2 separate regions of the Mus musculus genome follow, and region 2 is linked to region 1. Evidence: chromatin contacts called from public HiChIP or PLAC-seq data. All regions are on one chromosome and are shown on one strand. Each heading gives the region's core, a stretch centred on a gene start, on an enhancer-like site or on the middle of the called end of the contact. The rest is flanking DNA. Distances are from core to core; before and after follow the strand shown.

Region 1 (2,836 bases), core at 112-2,611:
ACAGTTTTCCCCAGCAATTTTAAAATCCAGTCAAGTTGACGAGATTAACCATCCTGCATATCCGATCCTAGCAGTGATTTAAAAAGAAAAATCTCACAGGAGGGACTGAGAATGGAGCTCAGTTGGTGGAGTGCTTGCCCAGCATACATGAAGCCCTGAGTTCCATCCCCTGCACGACAGAAATCATCAGTGGTGGCCTATACTAGCGATCCCATCATTTAGGAGGGGAGAGAAGGTAGATCAAAAATTAAAGGCATCCTTTGAGACGGAGGATGTTGGGGGCCAGCCTAAGCTACAAGATACCCTGTCGTTGAGAAGCTTCATCATCATCATCATCTCTAATCTCCAAGCATGGTAGACAGACTTCCCATGTGGAAAAAAACTCCACTCAACTCTGTAGCCAAAACTCCAGCCGGTAGGTTCACCTTGGCCACAGCCATCCCCGAGGAATCACCTACCATAAAACAAATTGGCTTCAGGGGACACACCAACCCCCTTTGCACTCTGACATCAAAAGCTCCTCTAATTACAAATAGCACACTAGAGAACGGGGACCAGAGCATTTAAATAAGGCTGATCTAAAGGCTGTGGGCCAAAGAGTTCTCACAGAGGGCACCGTGTAATTAGGTAATCTGACTCACAGGATAAAGTTCACTCTCTCTCACTCCAGTTCCCCCAAGGGCCACCTCCCCCATCTGCTCCCTGTGCCTCTGTCCTTGCAGCTCATAAGCCCCGCCTCCAGAGAGGCTCTGCCAGGGCGGGATGCTTCCACAGGCAGACTTGGGTCCCCGAGGATAAGTCCCCCCTTCTCTTTGTCTTAGAATAATCACAGTCCTCGGTGTCTCCTTAGACATCTGACTTCACAACTGGAGCCAAATGCATATTTCTCCAGAGCTTGGCTTTGAGGGGAGGGTCTGTTATGTGTGTGTGTGATCTGTGTGCGTGTGCATGGGTGTAAAAGTCAGGAGACAACCTTAGGCATCAGCCCTCACTTTCTACCTTCTTTGAAACAGGCTCTTTTTCCTTTGCTGCTGCCTAAGTCAGGATGGCTGGCCTGTAAGCTTGAGAGACTCCCTTGACCTCCCACCACTGCCTCAGCCCACCGGGATTGCAGATGTTCCTGCTATGTACCCAGCTTTTTAATGTGGATTCTGGCGATCCAAACGAACTTGGGTTCTCACACTTGCACAGGCAGCACTACCCACTGAGCAACCTCCCTTCCTCAGACCTTGAGTTTTGAATGCTTTCCTGGTAGTACCGGTTTTGTAACCTTGCAAGAACAGGAGTCACCACCTATCAGAGCATCAAGTGATTTCCACTTCACTCATTCACTGTGTTTGAGGAGAGCTGGGTTTCAGGTTGGTCCAGACAGTTGAAGACCTTTATCACAAATGTGGTTTTACAGCCTTCCGTCACATTTGTTCCTAGCCTTAGGCTCCCCACACATGCAGGAAAATGCTAGACTATCTGGCAGTCCAAGGATCTTCCTGTCTGTGCCTCCTCAAAGCTGAGATTAGAGAACACTGGCTTTTTTATGTGGGTTCTAGGGATGAAACTTAAGTCCCCAAGCCTAAAAGGCAGGCACTTTATCTACAGAGCCTCCTCTAGTTCTTCCTTTGTAATGAAATCTGCCCCACTCCAGAGCTATCTTTTTCCTTACTAAATGATATTGTTTTAAAAACACCTACCTTCCCTCCACCATATTGTGGATTTTTAAAAAAATTAAATTGTGTATATGTGATGTGATATGTGTGTGTGTGTGTGTGTGTGTGTGTGTGTGTGTGTGTGTGTGTTTGCGCACATGCAACCATAGATCAGAAGACCACTTGCATAACTTGGTTCTTTCCTTCTACTGTGTGGGATCCAGAGATGGAACTCCAGTCCTCAGGCTTTGGGATTAAGTGCCTTCACCAGCTGAGCCATCTTGCCAGCTCTGCTTCTGAGCTTTACTCGGGTTCATGCTTTCAGCTCTACCTCTCTGGGCTGCATCCGAACACTTAAGCAGGAGCTAGACAGGCAGCTCAGTGGTCAAGAGTCTTGCTTCTCTTGCAGAGGACCCAGATTCTGTTCCTGGCACACAACATGAATTCCAGCTTCTGGGGATCGAAACCCTCTTCTGACCTCCACGGGTGTGGCACTCATGTGCACATGTCTCTCCCCCCTTCTTAAAAAATTAATAAAGACTGGGGCGGCCATGGTGATTGCCTACAAAGCACTTGGTTTCATACATTTTTTAAAAATTTCCCCAGAGTATCTCATATAGAGGTGCTCAATTATAATGCAGTAATTTGAAGAGAGATAAGCTATCAGTTAATAAACGGCGGTGGCGAGCACCTCCAGGGGGAGCAGGCAGGATAAACGAGACACGCTACCCTCAAGGAATTGATTGTCTAAATGAGAATAAGACAAAGCCCCATGAAGAGTCAACTCATAATCCACCCCCATATAGCATGTGTCTCCAAAAAAGAATAAGTTCAGGTGACCTTGCTTGGATATTTCCATGTATTTTGTATCTCTGTCATCATTCTATAAAGTCTCTGTGTGTGTTTGTGTACACATGCGTGTGTACATGTCTATACAACCAAGCACATGGATGTCAATGGAGGACCTGATATCCTCTTCTATTACTCTGCCTTATTGCCTCGAGCCGGGCTCTCTAACTGAACTAGGATTTAGAGTGGCAACCAGCCTGCCCCTAAGATCCTTATCTCCATTCCTATGTGCTGGAGTTACGATTGTATGCTTAGCTTTTCACTGGAATGCTGGAGATTCGAACACAGGTCTGTATGCCTGCATAGTAAGCACTCTTACCCCTGAGAAATACGTGAGACCCAGT
Region 2 (2,773 bases), core at 48-2,547, 100 kb before region 1:
TTGGCCCTGGCATTCCCCTGTACTGGGGCATATAAAGTTTGCAAGTCCAATGGGCCTCTCTTTCCAGTGATGGCCGACTAGGCCATCTTTTGATACATATGCAGCTAGAGTCAAGAGCTCAGGGGTACTGGTTAGTTCATAATGTTGCTTTGGATCTTAACATAACTACACTTTTGTCTTAGTGTAGACACTGGTTTTTCCCACTATTAATTTGGCTTCAAGATGGTCACTTGCATACTTCGAAGAGAATGTAAGTCACTGAGTTCTGGTGTCTTTAGGCCAAGTTCTGTGCTGTATAGATAGAGTTCATCTGCTTTGAAACCTGTAGAATGTCTCTACCAGTACAAGAGTTGTAGAGCAAGTGCCCTTTCCAAACTTCTGTTGGGGGAAAGAGGGGAGGCGTCTCCATGTTCTCCACTCCTGTGTTCCACTCTTCCTTGATAAGCTGGACTGGAAGAACATTCTCTCTCTCTCTCTCTCTCTCTCTCTCTCTCTCTCTCTCTCTGTGTGTGTGTGTGTGTGTGTGTGTGTGTGTGTGTGTGTGTGTACATGCCTGTGTACACTTGCCCATGTAAACATGGATAAAGAGCATAGGCCACGTCAGTACTTTCCTCTATTGCTCTCAACCTTAACTTTTGAGACAGGGTCACTCACTGATCCTGGAATTCAGCCTTTCACCTGGGCTCACTGGCCAGCAAGCCGCCAATTTTCCTGTCTCCATCTCCCACGCTAGACAGAGGCATCCATACCTGACTTCTGCATGAATGCCGGAGATCTTAACTCAGATCCTTATGTGTAACCCCTCAGCCAACCCTAGCCCAGCTAGCCTGCCCTCCCTCCCTCCCTCCCTCCCTCCCCCCTCCCTCCCTCCCTCCCTTCCAATGTATTTGGCATGCCCACAGCTCTCAGGGAAAGTTCATTTCCAAGGACACAGAACTGATCCTGTGTTCAAAGTATTGAGATTTGCTTAGAACAAAGCACACACCCACAGGAGAGGTCTTTTCCTGTGTAAAATCACATGGCTATCAGAGGCTAGAGTTGTTAGAAGTGAGGCTGTTTTTAGGTCCTGTCGGAGGCTGCTGCACTCTGGAGACCAGGCAACCTCAGCGTTTTCCGAGTACCCACATCAACATGGATGTATGTGCCAGGGGTTTACCAGCCTCACCTAGCTTCTTTGTGCTCATGTCCACTATTTCATAAATGAGAATTTCTTTTTGTCCCTTCTCATCTTGAGCCCAGCTTGGCAGTATGGAATGCAGGAAAGGGAACAGCTCACTGCCACTCCCCAGTCGGGCCTTTCAAGAGGCAAGGTTAATGTGTAGCCTGCTTAACAGCCAGTCAATAGCAATATTTGTAACGATCCTCATTACTCTCAGAAGAAAAAATAAAAAAATAAAAAGGAAGAAAGGAAGAAATCAGTTGAGTTAGTGCAGCCTGTGCAGGAACTGAGCTGTGGTCAGAACCCTGACATGTTAAGCTAGACATAGTTTGGCATTGGGGATTTGTTTTCTTTCCTGGGATCTTAAGAATTAGCAACTTCTTGGGGTTAAAGAGGTGGCTCAGTGATTAAGGATACTCGGATACTCGCTGCTCTTTCATACGACTTTGGGTCCCAGCATCTACCACCCTTGCCAGGTGGCTCCCAACCATGTGGAACTCTCTGATCCCCTTTTCTTACCGCCATGGCCACCCGCAGTCATACAAGTATATCCTCTAGTCCACACACATAACATAAGTGAATGAGTCCTTTAAGAAGATGACTACTAAATTCTAAACCGCCTGTTTCTGAATTGCTATAGTAGTCGGTATTATTATTCAAAATTATTCTTTCTATTATGTTTCTATGAGCAATCTATTTGAGGGAGGGTTGGGGGGGGGGAATTACTTTTTGAAACAAGGTTTCTTTGAGTGGTCCTGACTGTCCTGAAACTCACTTTATAGACCAGGCTGGCCTTGAACTCAGAGATCTTCCAGACTCTGCCTCTCAATCACTGGGGTTAAAAACATGTACCACCACACCTGGCATAGTTTAAATTTTTTAAGTACCCAGAAATTACAGACTTAGACCAAATGCCACCATGAACTATAATATTTTCCTAAAAGTATCTTGACTTAAGGGTTTGAGAACGAGAGATACAAGTTTGAAGATATAGACAATTTTGCCTTTTATTGATTAATAATTTTCTTGAATGAGGAAGCACTCAGGTTTCTGTATCGCTTTTGGTTCCTACATCATCACAGGGGGCAATTGTTGCTGCTCCTGAAGACATGAACTAAAAGGATGTATGTCTCTGTCAAATGGAGCGCTAGCGCATCATCATTGGCTGTTATTAGAAGATTTACATGCTGTCATATGAGCTTCTTGTGGATCTCTTACTTCCCTTCTCTTAGCTTCTCAACATAACACAATGAAGCTTGTCTCCTAGAGCATGGCTGCTCACACTTGTTCTGTAAAAAACCAGGTAGTAAATTGTGTGTGTGTGTGCATGTGCACACCTCCTTGTGTATGTATATATGGACAAATGGGTGTCACAGGACAATCTCAGTTTTATCTCCTCTTCAGTTTTTTCATCTTTTTCTTTTCTAAAATTGTTTGACACCCTCATACGTATACATAATAAATTTCAGTCATTTTGACCCTGGGTTTCATCTGTGACTCTGTGGTCGTTTAAGAATGCCTAGCTCGGGGAGTGGTCCTATTTGGAGGTGTGTCCTCATTGGAGTAGGTGTGTCCTCATTGGAGTAGGTGGGTCCTTACTGAAGTAGATGTGTC

What was found. HiChIP or PLAC-seq counts read pairs in DNA pulled down with a chosen protein or histone mark.
Region 2: a contact with region 1 is called in an H3K4me3 HiChIP or PLAC-seq map of intestinal crypt epithelium, with 7 read pairs. The contact joins two enhancer-like sites. A contact is called at or near these places in 3 of 484 Hi-C or Micro-C datasets (immediate neuronal precursor and nephron progenitors) and 3 of 115 datasets of contacts at active chromatin or transcription factors (differentiating embryonic stem cells, intestinal crypt epithelium and pancreatic cancer cells).

Annotation. Positions count from the first base shown.
Region 1 is chr5:131,731,321-131,734,156 of GRCm38.p6, reverse strand. All of the region lies in intron 5 of Auts2 (autism susceptibility candidate 2), which reads left to right. Among named protein-coding and RNA genes, the nearest start is that of 4930563F08Rik, 150 kb to the left of the region's middle. Within about 2 kb of position 1,361, at least 41 of the 459 cell types and tissues checked have an H3K27ac peak or open chromatin away from gene starts, as enhancers often do. A contact at or near this core is called in intestinal crypt epithelium, where this site is marked.
Region 2 is chr5:131,834,720-131,837,492 of GRCm38.p6, reverse strand. The region is part of intron 4 of Auts2 (autism susceptibility candidate 2); the gene reads left to right. Among named protein-coding and RNA genes, the nearest start is that of 4930563F08Rik, 44 kb to the left of the region's middle. Within about 2 kb of position 1,297, at least 14 of the 459 cell types and tissues checked have an H3K27ac peak or open chromatin away from gene starts, as enhancers often do. A contact at or near this core is called in intestinal crypt epithelium, where this site is marked.